Regions from separate parts of the Astyanax mexicanus genome. Here region 1 is linked to region 2. A link is a contact called in public Hi-C data. All regions are on one chromosome and are shown on one strand. Each heading gives the region's core, a stretch centred on a gene start, on an enhancer-like site or on the middle of the called end of the contact. The rest is flanking DNA. Distances are from core to core; before and after follow the strand shown. Region 1 holds the start of cbx6a (chromobox homolog 6a). Region 2 holds the start of pdcd4b (programmed cell death 4b).

Evidence for each region. Hi-C and Micro-C count contacts between places; a contact is called where the count stands out from the background.
Region 1: a contact with region 2 is called in a Hi-C map of muscle, with 15 times the contacts expected there. The contact joins the promoter of cbx6a here to the promoter of pdcd4b in region 2. A contact is called at or near these places in 2 of 3 Hi-C or Micro-C datasets (blood and muscle).

The regions. Positions count from the first base shown.
Region 1 is chr23:22,526,843-22,533,187 of AstMex3_surface, forward strand. It overlaps cbx6a (chromobox homolog 6a), which reads left to right and starts at 3,318. Exons shown (of 5, transcript XM_007257616.4): 1 at 3,318-3,581; 2 at 5,232-5,275; 3 at 6,129-6,194. The coding sequence starts at 3,513. pla2g6 (phospholipase A2, group VI (cytosolic, calcium-independent)) reads right to left here and starts at 731. Exons shown (of 17, transcript XM_022665410.2): 1 at 625-731.
Region 2 is chr23:22,177,037-22,183,605 of AstMex3_surface, forward strand. It overlaps pdcd4b (programmed cell death 4b), which reads left to right and starts at 3,621. Exons shown (of 12, transcript XM_007257606.3): 1 at 3,621-3,725; 2 at 5,238-5,337; 3 at 5,789-6,091. The coding sequence starts at 5,295. LOC111193166 (a long non-coding RNA gene) reads right to left here and starts at 3,447. Exons shown (of 2, transcript XR_002650295.2): 1 at 3,231-3,447; 2 at 2,338-2,551. LOC111193164 (a long non-coding RNA gene) reads left to right here and starts at 497. Exons shown (of 2, transcript XR_002650294.2): 1 at 497-1,005; 2 at 1,719-1,998.

The sequences.
Region 1 (6,345 bases), core at 2,068-4,567, 350 kb after region 2:
ATTATTTTATCATCTGTATGAGCAGAGGTTATACTGTTAGCCCAGACTCTGTATATTTTGTATTTTGAAAATAATGCAAAATCCAATAAAAATAAATTATTTAAAAATAAAAAAATGTGATTGTAAAAAAAAAATAATTGACCAGTGCTAGATTAAAATGCTTAAAATTAACTAACTAACTAGGCTACCAAACACTGTCCCAAAAAAGCTGACACACAAATACAAACTAACCACAAAAACAGAGTGAAAAACTTCAACTACGGGTCGCCACATGGATCAGTTCTGGCGTTGCGTTATCTTTAGCTATCTTTAGACATCGACAAACTGAAATAAGCCTTAAAACCGAACGCATTACAGAGTAAACCCACGTATGTGTGTTGTTTAACGAGCCAAAAGACTGTCCAATAAAATAAATCGCTATTTTACTGTGAATTTGGCCGCATTTTCCTGCAAACACGACTAATATCGCGACTCTCTTTCAGCCCATTCTAAACACAGAACTCAACCATCTGCTCTATTTCTCTAAACAGCGCTAAAATATGCAATAAACCCTTTCCCGCCGATATTCTACAGCCTTTTATGCTCTATAAACGCTTAAATAAAGAGCTTTACTATGAATTTTACCTTATTTCCGCTTTAACACGCTGATCCTCACCGCTGACTTTCTGACGGAACATCAACAACCATGATTCCCTTCAGCAGATCCACCCTCGTGTTTGACTGACGTCTGAGTTACCCAATCAGCTTGCGAGAAGCTGCTCCAGTATACGTCGCTTCGCCAATCAGCGGCGCGTACAGTCCACAAAGGGCGGAATCATCAAGGAGCCTCATCTACCTGGCTAGCTAAGCATAAGGCCAAAATTATTCTTTATTTACCAATTAATCAATCAATCAACATTTAGTTTTACTCGTCAATACATTGAGGGTAACCCTTATTTTCAATGCATCCGAGCATTTACAACTTAAAGGGACAGAAAAATAAATTTTAATTAAAACTGAAATCAATTATTTAATCAGGTTAAAGCTAAAATAACAAACAAAACAATCAAAATAAATGGTAAAATCATTAGAAAAACAAGCAAACAATATTAGATTTGATTAAGATGAAATAAAAAAAACAATTCAGAAGAAAATGATAAGACAGGCTAAACTGTAAAGCAATAAAATAAAGAGATAAATTATTAAAATAATAACATTTATAAAATAAAAATAAAAAGATTAAATAAATAAGGTAGAAAATAAAAAGGTAAACGGCCAAAAGTAAACCAAGGAAAACAATAAATAAAAAGACAAACTGAAATAAATAAATAAAATAACTAAAAAGGCTAAAAGGTAAAACAGAAAATTAGATTAAAAATAAAATTTAAAAGTCACTAGAGCAGGTCTGATAATTACTGTTGTTTATAGAAATCATGGATGAGAAATAAGATGGTATTTATACTTTTAAAGCCAACAAAAAATTATGCCATGAGCATTTAAAAAATGTGATAAAATTATGATTATTACGTATTAATTTGTTTAATTGTCGTTTTAAAACAGTAGTTATTCTAAGATTTTTTTTACACTACCATTTGTTTTAATTCATTTACAAAATAAAGGTCTCAGTCAAAGCAAGAACATGATCGCTTTTTAAATAAAAAGTAAATAAATACATAAATAAAAATATGAAATGTCTACACATACAATAATTCCACACAAATATAATACGTGTTACATAAAAATATCTAGTTAAAAAATTTCATTCTCATATATTTTCCAATAAATGTTGTTTTTTTTACGTTATTTTTGTTTTTACTGTACTCAGCTCACACACAGTGTAAGCGCAGTTTTAGTATATTATTTATTTATTTATTTAGGTGTAATAATTGTAATTATGAAGTAATTAAATACACTGATGTATTTGTATTTGGAATTCGTCCACCGTTGCTTAGGAAACGGAGGTGAGGGGCGGTCTGGTTGAGATGGCTCTGTACCACGTGACTCCTCTCTCTTCTCTCCCGGGCGAGTGATGATTCAGTTCGATTCACTCGGTTCGATTCATTCACTGCTTCGGAAAGTTGCGTTCGACTCAGTGATTCAATGACTCGCAGGTAAACACTGATGAAAATAAAAAAAGTGCAAATGAATTTAAAAATATTGTTTTATTATGTTTCTACCATTATATATTTGAATACTTTTATTAGTTTAAATAGTGAAAAAAAATCAGGATGAGATAGCTTATAATATGCACATAAACACTAAATAGCAAATGTGAAAGAATTCAAAAAGGAGTGTTACAATAAAGTATTTAGTGACTCAAAGTATGTAATGAAACAAAATTATTTTGAACTTTTATTCCTATATTTTAACCAAAATAATAGATAGATAGATTATTTTTTGTTATTTATGGTAATGACCTTTATTTCCAAAACATTAACTTCTTCTTTAACTATTCTTTAGTAAAACCATTTGTGTGCTTAGGGTCGTTGTCTTGCTGCATGACCCACGTTCTAATCAGATTCAGCCTAAGGACAAATTATCTAACATTTTTCTTTAGAATTTGTTGGTATAATTCAGATTTCATTGTCCCATTAATGTTGGCAAGCGGTCCTGGCCCAAATAGATCCAAATCATAATGCTACCACCACCAAGTGTTACAGATGGGATAAGGTTTTTGCTGGAATGCAGGTTTTCCCTTTCTCCAAACACTTAACAACAAAAGATCTATTTTGGTCTCATCTGTCCATCTGGCTCGTTCATGTGACCGTTAGTAAACTAGAGACAGGCAGCAATGTTCTTTTGTAGCACGGCGGCTTCCTCCCTGTAAACCTGCCATGCGCACCATTGTTGTTCAGAGCTCTGTTGTTATTGGATTTATGAACATGAACAATAGCAAATGTAAAAGAGGCCTTTAGTTGTTTAGAAGTTACTCAGGGGTCCTTTGTGAGCTTGCAGAGTGTAGGCGCCTTGCTCTTGGCATGGTTTTTATTGGTCGACCACTCTTGTAAAGGGTAATAATGGTCATGAATTTATTCCGTTAGTACACAATCTGTAGCTTGATGAGCATCAACAACTAATTAGCTAATTAGCGTAACATCACACCTAAAAGCTGCATGTTTTCTAGGGTAATACTTTCCTACTTTTATTTTTTCCGTTTGTTTGTTTAGGTTTTAGTTTGTTTATGTTTAGATATATTTGTGAATTAATGAATTTGACCTAATATATTGTGTCTATTTCATTATGTTGTATAAAAAAATGTATATAAAAAAGATGATAAAAAAACTACGAATCGAGTCGTTCGAATCGCTACGAAGAAGAAGAATCGGTTCATTTAAACGATTCGCAGACGAGTCAGTGATCGGCAGCCGGGCTGTTTAGCTGCTGCCGCCGCTGTCAGAGACGTTTCCCGGCGCGGGCGGAGCCTCGGGCGGCTAGACGGAGCTCGCGGAGGCCGGTGGAGCTGCGGGAGCTTGTGGCGGCGGCGGGGAGGCGATAGTAGGGCGGGCTCGGAGGGCCCGGGATCCGGAGAAGCGATGGAGCTGTCGGGCATGGGGGAGCGCGTGTTCGCTGCTGAAGCCATCCTGAAGCGCCGTGTGCGGAAAGTAAGGCGGCCTTTTTGATGCTCGCGGGGCGCCGAGACCGCGCGCGCGGCGGCGGTAAACGGAGGGCGGGCGGAGGGTCTGGGGGCCGGGGGCCGGGGCTCGCGGCTCGCGCTGCGGGAGGGGAGGAGGGAGGCCTACTCTAAGCTAAACCACCACTAAAGCCCTCCATATTTACCCGTGCAGACAAAAAGCCCGAGGGCGCGAGGAAGCACGAGGCTTCGCTTGTGCAGAATAGTGCACGCTGTTTGTTGCACCGATAAAAACACACTGCAGGCGGCGGGGGGCACGCAGCCATGTCTGCATTACCGTAGAGTTACGTGTGCATGCTTTTTACTGCACGATGCAGGATATGCAGTAACGTTATTTGTGTGCATTGCATGCATGCCTACTCGCTCGTCTCGTGCAATGCAAAATGTTGCATGCTGCAAAAAGCAAATGCAGAGCAACGATTCGAGTCACTGTGTGTCTTGAGCCTGTAGGATATTTATATCTATATATACAGCTCTGAACAAAAAACAAGAGATCCCTTAAAAATGTTAAGGGGGAAGAAAAACTCTGGAATATAATTAAGAGGAATATGGATGATCACAAGCCATTAAACCAAACTAAATTGCTTAAATGTTTTGCACCAGGAGTAAAGCAGCATAAAGTTATCCAAAAGCAGTGTGTAAGACTGGTGGAGGAGAACATGATGCCAAGATGCATGAAAAAAAAACTGTGATTAAAAACCAGGGTTATTCCACCAAATATTGGTGCTCTTAAAACTTTATGAATATGAACTTGTTTTCTTTGCATTATTTGAGGTCTGAAAGCTGTGCATAGTTTTGTTATTTCAGCTTTTTCTCATTTTCTGTAAATAAATGCTCTAAATGACAATATTTTTATTTGGGATTTGGGAGAAATGTTGTCTGTAGTTTATAGAATAAAACAACATTGTTCATTTTACTCAAACATAAACCTATAAAACCTAGCAGTCACCAAAATGTATTGATGAACAGACCAATAGAAGTTCCACAAAATTGCCTGAAAAACTATTTTTACTTTGGCTTTCATTTAAAGTTAGGAAGGTTTTATCTCTTTCCTATAAAGTTACTGTTTTGGAGATATATTTGGAGATGTTTTTTATTGGACAGGGATGAAATGAAAAACTCCCTATAAAAGAAACCTCATAAAATAAAACTATAAAATAAATAGCACTCTATTTACTCTATGTACCAAACTGTGCACAATTAGAAACATTGGATATTTTTTTGTTTGAATGTTGCAGTTTAAAGGGATTATTCCAATGAATGATAAAATAACAATCACCTATGATCTAAAAGCAGTAAAATATGAAATTTGTAAAGAAGGCCTCACTGAATCTGAAATGGTTTGGTTGATCGTTTGTATGATTAAATCTAAATAATACAAGTAAAAGTGTTTTTAAACAGATCATGGTTTAAAATTAAAGAAAAACTTTGGACAGTTATCAGCAAAAATGAGACAAATGGACCATTTTAAAAATTTCATATTGTTTATAAGTAATAATATTAATAACATTTATAATGTGTATATTATGTCTTTGGATATTGTGTTAAAAAGTACATTTAAATGTTAATTTTGTTCATCGTTTATTGCACCATTAATTTTATGCTGTTCTCTGTGTTGCAGAGTAACATCGAGTATCTGGTTAAGTGGAAAGGATGGGCACTGAAGTAAGTGTGTTATTAAGTTGTAATTAAAGAGACACTGATCAGATTGAAGTGAGATTCATGGGTTTTACCACACAAAATATAGACAGTATCGCATGCAGTGTTTTCCTTTATTTCTTTATTTAATGTATTTTCTACATTGTAGATTAATATTAAAGAGATATGGATATGACATATGGAATTACGTAGTAAACAGTTAAAAAGTGTTATTCCTCCACATTAATCCCCTTATCTAAACCTGATAAACTAAGTTTTTATTTACAGCATTTATCTAAATTGAAAAATTAAATGTGAAAGTCGAGTTGTGTAGGATGAGTTGAGAATCGACTTTTAGCTTCAAATTGCATCTGACTTCAGTCACAAAATTCCATTTTTTAACTCTAGTTTGACATAATTTAGTAGTGTAAACTTTGAATTGACTTTATTAGCAGCCAATCAAAACAGTCCTAAAAATGTAATTACTTCTTTTTTCATTTTTAAAGTTTTTTTTGTTGTTGTTCTTGTTGCTTATGCACAAATAGTAGCATAATCAACAACTGCAGCAAGCTTGTGCACCTCCACCTTCTGCTATCTGATTCCCCTAGGTCACGCGAATCACAAATCTAGTAGCATATTTATTTTATGTGATATATTAATTGTATTTAATATATATATATATATATATATATATATATATATATATATATATATATATATATATATATATATAAAATATACATATTGTCTCCATATTGTCAAACAAGCAAATCTGAGGGAGGCAGCACAGCAGAATATTTCACTAAACAACAACGAAATAAATGTTATTTTTATTAGTTTTATGTAAATATTTATTCATATGTTTAATATCTTTGTGCAGGCACAGCACGTGGGAACCAGAGGAAAACATCCTGGATGATCGGCTCATCTCCGCCTTCGAGAAGAAGTAGGTTCAGTTCACTAGAGCTGGTCTGGATCTGTGTAAAAAAGGTTTTTAAAGTTAAACAGTAATGTGCTTTTAGCTCCTGCTGTAATTCTCATGTAATTACATTAGAAACTGAAAGGCAAAACCTGATCCCAGATATATATTCCTAAGA
Region 2 (6,569 bases), core at 2,371-4,870:
GAAAAGTTGATTTGAATAAGGTCTATACACAATATTGTATGTACAAACATCATTAATATTTGGGGTAATGTCTTAATGTTTTAATAATAATTATAAACACCACAGGATGCAGCAGCATCAAATTAAAATAAAATCTTGAAAATTAAGTTTAAAGAAATGATGCGAAGGCTTTCTGACAGTGGGCAAATGCATAAGTTGATATTGGAAATTGTTATTTTCAACTATTATTGAAATGAGAAATGGCTAAAATTACAAAAAAGATGCAGAGCTTTCAGACCTCAAATAATACAAAGAAAACAAGTTCATATTCATAAAGTTTTAAGAGTCCAGAAATCAATATTTGGTGGAATAATTATTGTACTGTGAATCTTTTTATAATTTATAATATAAACAAAAAAAGTTTGGTTCAGTTGAATCGGTTCATTGATTCATTGGTTCATTGATTCATGAAGGACTCGTTCACAGCAGCGGTTACGTAACGCTGCTCCTCTGTGATGGGCCCTTTTCACATTTCCGGGTTTGGAATGCGGAAGTAAAAAATAGCAGGGTAAACAACGCGTGTAGAACGTATAGACGAAATGGAGCAGCATAGGAAATGCTACTGCAGCGAGCCTTTCTGCTCAAATAGCAAACGCAAACAACCAAACCTGAGTTTCCACGACTTTCCAAATGTCACACGTTTACGCGGTAAATAGATAAGAGCAATTAGGAGAGAGGAAAATGCCACATTTACGGTTCTGCGCGGCAGTACATATGCGTGTAGCCAGCACTTCAGGCCGGATGAGCTATATGTCAAAGCGGGAGGGAACAGAGCCAGGAATCAGTTTCACCACGATTCGCCTGGAATAATTTTGGGAGTCGATATGAAAACCGCCTGACACCCTACGAGAGGGCAAGTACTCGTCTCGGTTTGAACACTGAAGCTGCCATGGGACAGAGAGACGAGGAGGACCTGAAGCTATGCTAACCGAGCCAAGCACGATTACTGCCGTCCACCGTCTCCTGGTGAGTAATTTTACAACTCTTATATCCATTTACACAATAAATACACAAGCCAGCTACCTAAATATCCATTTGAATAATTAATAATTACCTGAGTAATAGTCTCAAGACAGGATACCTACCAAAATAACATTGGAGATACAATATATACTGAATAACCGTATAAACTTACAATTCATAACTGAATAAAGTCTTAATAAGATATAATTATTTGGATTAAGTCTTAATATGCAATATTTACTTGAATAAAGTTTAAACTTACAATTAATACCTGAATAAAGTCTAAATATGCTATACTTATTTAAATAAAGTCTTAATATGCAATACTTACCTGAATAAAGTCTACACCTACAATTCGTACCTGAATAAAGTTTAAAATTGAAATACTTATTTGAAGTCTAACTTGCCTAAATAAAGGCTAAATATTCAATATTTACCTAAATAAAGGGTCAATTTGGCATGTTTACCTGAATTACTGACTTGTGTCCGAGATATCATTTGTTGTTTAAAAACTTTCCAAGCACAAGTATGGTTTATGTATTATACCAAAGAATACCAGTATTTGTTAGCTAAACATAGCACAGTAAAATATACCAGTTTACCTAATTAGTAATTGGTGTACAATATAGGTCAATTCAGAGTTTGACTTAAATTTTGTCAGATTATCTGTCAATATAAAACTAAGCTAATGTATTTTTTCCCCCCTTTTGTTGCAGGCAAAGTGGACGCTGCAGCTGCACGAATAAGGGAGCTGGAGCAAAAAGTGATTGAGCTGGAGAATTAAATAAAACAGCTTGCAGACCAACCTAGGCTTAACCATTTCTGCTCAACTAAAGAAGAGTTCCACTTTTTCCACACAATTTTCCTTGACTCAGTACAAAATTCTGTCTAAATATTTTAGCTTTAACTTACCATGTGAGCTTCATTTGTTTTTTGTATTTTTAGATTTTTTAAATTTGAGTGTTTTATAAATATAATAAATGAAATACATTTTAATCCTCTTGTCCCAGGTGCTTTGTATTTGTTTTATCTGTAGACAAAGTCATAGATGATTTGGTTACGACTGTATTCACTAGGCATACCATTGCAGGAAATACAATATTCTAAATATACAGTTTAAACAATATAGCTAGTTGTCAGAAATTATGCATTTTTTGAAGCACAACCAAAATGTTATGTTTACCCAAAATATCCTGATTTTTAAAGTTAATTAAAATGTAAAATAGTTCCATGACACCCAATACAAATAGATTGATTCAGTAAACAAAATGTCAATGAACTGAAATGTTTTCTTGCTTGTTGCTGGCTCTGCGCTACATAAAAAGACAATTCAAGCAAAGAATACAAGTTTATTTAGAAAATTCCATATTTCCACAAAAAACAAACTATAACAGAACATGCTGCTGGGAGAGAGACTGTTTTAAAGCCCATGGTGCTTTAATGGGCAATCTGATAAAGCAGAGCAATAGTATGATTGGAAAAGGCCTTCCCCGCAACACTTGCACGATGTCTTTATTACCTCCACAGGATCTGGGTGGTATGAAGTCACCTGTAATGCAAAGCACAGACATACTGTCAGCTCTGAGAAACATTTTTTAAACGGTACAAAAAGCACCAAATGTTCATATCTATATTTAAGCCATTCACAATTACTACTACATCTTTAACCTCTTGGCTGACCCTAAACAATCTACCTGAATAAGTTAACCTCCTAAAAACCAAGCAAAAATTTAATATGATGGACAAATTAACACTTGACCTTCACATTCTACATTCTAAGTGGTTGGTATATCTGCTTCACTACAGACGACTAACTTTGGCCACTGGCTTAACCTACCTAGTGGGAAGCTAGCAACACATAGAATCATCTTAGGCTTACCTGAACTGTTTCACCTACGTACAAGATAACTAGGGTTAAATGTGGTTTAATATATTTTTTTTCTCCCTGTCGATTAACTTTCCTAAACCACCTGCACTGTGTTTGAAACTGTATATACAAGGGAAAAACAGTTCTGTCTTCTATCCAACTCAAAGCCTTAAATAAGCACATCAGATCCTGGGCAGTAGCTACAGTAATGGTTAAAACAGAAAAGAAAACATTAACTAAACAGCTACTTAGCATTACTTGACGTACTGTTGTCTATCTAAGTTAGCAAGCTCGCTAGTTAGCGGTAGCTAACCTAACTGAATTGGAAGCCTCGCTAACTTGTATAAAAATAACTACTTACCCTCAAAATTAAAGATGTATTCCTCGACAAAAAGCTTGTAATCCTTTTCAACCTTCGATATTTTCGCTACTGATACCTCATCTATAATCAGTGAGATGTCGGAGAAAGAAATCAATAGAAGTTTGTGCAGAGACAGCAGTGAACTCCATTCTAGCGCCGCTGTGTTTACCCTGCTAAACCAAACCGGAAACACGTCATCAAGCTCTGTGAAAAGGGCCCATTCAGTACCCAGCTCCACCGCCAGGGGGCGGGGCCTGCCCGGACATGTCCTCATAGAAAACACCAGAACGATTTTCTCACGCCGTGTTCTCATTGGTGGATTTGCGGCTCAACCTCCAACAATGCGGCCAATCAGAGGGCTCGCCTCCCAACCTTAAATAACCGGGCCAATCAGAAAGCAGAAGGGAGAGCTGGACGCGGCCGTGTTGCTGGGTAGAGAACAAAGCCGAGACACAGATCTGCGTTATAACTTAAAAAGCGAACAGGCCGGAGACTGTAAGTGATTTATTCCGCTTTTTATTGTTTAATTGCGGGTTTTGTGTGTTTTTATATCTTAAAGTGTGTCTGTAATCGCGCTCGGGTGTTTATTTCTGTGAATAAATGCTTTATTTTGGTGCAGCGGGGGTTTGTTTATGTTGTGGAGGCTGTGGGCTGACCCTTTAACTCAACTGCAGCGTTTATTCAGTTTTATACCATAAATTAACACGATTATACTGAGTTCTCCTGCATTTTCTGACTGTAGTTCAGACTTAAACCCAATTTATTAGGTTCTAATCTTACCTAGTTAGCGCTAAAATAGCTAACGTTACCCTACATTCATTCATATAGAGTTATAACCTACGGTAGATTGACGTTAATGTGAGAGCTAACAGCAGCAGTAAATTAATGAATCCTGTTTTTATAACGTTAATCTAACACTAGCTAGCTGGTCTTTATTTCTATATAACACTGAAATTCCCGCGATAAATGTGTTTTTGCTTTAACCTGGATATTTAATTTAACTGTGCTCTGTTTGGCTTCGTACTGGAATTTCCCTATTCCACCTTAAACAGCCCTGCAGTACCACTGCGCTGCTTAAGGTGGAATGATGGTAATGTTAATCAGAAACCAGCTTTACCTCCCTAACAAACTAAATAAATATTTACCTACCTTAAATATACACTAACTCACTAACTAAAGTGATTGCTATTTGTAATATGTTTATTTCAATTTTAAACTTGCATCAACAGACAAACTAGCAACAAACAAACTCATTTATAAAATATTAAAAAAGAGATATCCACCACATTACTGAAGTTACACACACTTATAAACAATCCCAGTAAAAAGAGAATAAATACAAATCAGACTATCCAAAATATGTAAAATAATCTTATAGAAGATTTATCTGCATACAATCACAATTATTGAAAAATTGAAGATGATCAGTTATCATATTTGGTTAAATAAATCTGTTGATGAATATAATATACAATCAGAAACTCCATAGCTATACACTCTCTATACACAATTTTATCCCAATTTTTAACAGGGGGAACCTCATCACTAATCCTAGACTGTAAGAGATTCTTCTTTGCTGAATAAATCAGAATATTTATATAATCTTATCTTATTTTTATTTTTCAGTGTTATACTTGGAATACCTAAAATTGAATGAAAGACTATTGAGGCCTGTATCAACTCAAATTTTTCAAATAATACCCAAAACTGAAATCAATACTTTTCTATTTTAAAACATGACCAGATACACTGTGTATAGCCCCCTACTATTTGGGCAGTAAGGAGAGAGAGTTTTGGGTCAAACTTATTTTTAACATAAGGTATACTGAAACTGATTTTCCTAGCTTTATCCCAGACCTCATCCCAATCATCAAGTATAACTACTGACAGCTCTTTCTCCCAGCTCTGATCAAGATCATCTGTATTGGTTTCAGAAGTTAAACCTAAAATTAAGCAGAAGCCAAAAATCTGATTATTTACTGATATAAATGCTGTGTAATCTCTCAGGTTGTGTGGTGTTCCTCCTCCTCCTCCTGCTGCTGATTACTCACCCACGCTCAAATAATGGCAACTGACTGTGAGGCCTGGCTCAACTCCAACCCAGTGGGTACGTTGATTTTTGTGTTTAGCTCTTATAGGCTAGTGCAAATCTCTGTCTGTCATAATTTGAGCACACAGACTGTGCCTTACACTGTCAAAATCTCTTGATAAATAGACCAATAGAAAATCTCCAAACTCATCTGGAATAAATAAACTCTCTTTGCATTGAACTCTCCAGCACTTCAGTTACAAATGAACAATTAGTAGTCACTGAGATTTGTACTTTGCAAATTCTAAATTAATCGATAATTTTGATTTATTGAGACTAATAATTGCAGCCATACATCAGTTACTTCCTTCCATTCTCATTCTCTGTGTGTGTGTGACACATGACTTGCTCTCAGCTTAGTCACAAATTCTCTTGCTTTATTTCTGATCCTTCAGGTATTTTTTATGTTATCTGGTGTTAAATCGAGGAGGATGGTTCTTTTAACACACTTCTTCTCTCCTACACACAGAGGAAGTTGCCCTGAGCGACTCTGATCAGTCTGGGAATGAGGAGAACGGCATTCAAACCAAAATTTTTGATGAAATAAACGGGAACTGGATCTTGGCTCCGGCTGGTACCGTCCACGAGGCTCGTCTCAAGGCCAAGGCCAAGCGGCGTCTCCGCAAGAACTCCTCCAGAGACTCGGGCCGGGGAGACTCGCTCAGCGACAACGGGGACGCCGTCAGGTCCGTCGCCCCGCCCACAAGCCCCAAGGGCAGAGTGCTGGACCGCAGGTCCCGACTGGGAAAGGGCCGAGGACTTCCAAAGAAAGGTACCAGAACCTTCACCTCAAAAACCTGCAGTGATTATTAGTTTAACATGATCTGAAGAGCTGTGTTTTTTTTTATGTTTTATAATTTCTTGCTGGCTCTTGTTTGCCTTTTTTTTGTTTCCCTTTTATATTTCAATTAACAGCTTTGTTTTTTTGTTTTACTGTTCCTCTTATTTCTTTTTTTGTCTGTTTCTTTTGAAGTTTAAAGCTCACCTTCTGTTTTTGCTGATTTGATCATGTTTAATTCCAGATTTTAAGGTTTATCCTTTACATCATTCTTTTTAATTATGTACTTAACTAGTCATTTCTTAAGGAAATATAGTTTTTTTTTTTTTTCACTTCAGAGAAAGTGTTATTTACACATTAAACCCTCAGACGCTCCTACAGAGGCTCAGCAGTCTTCTCTGAGGAGTTGTGGGAAGACGGGCTCCACATGCTGCCGGTGCAGCAAAGCAGAAGCTAATTGAACTGAATGCCC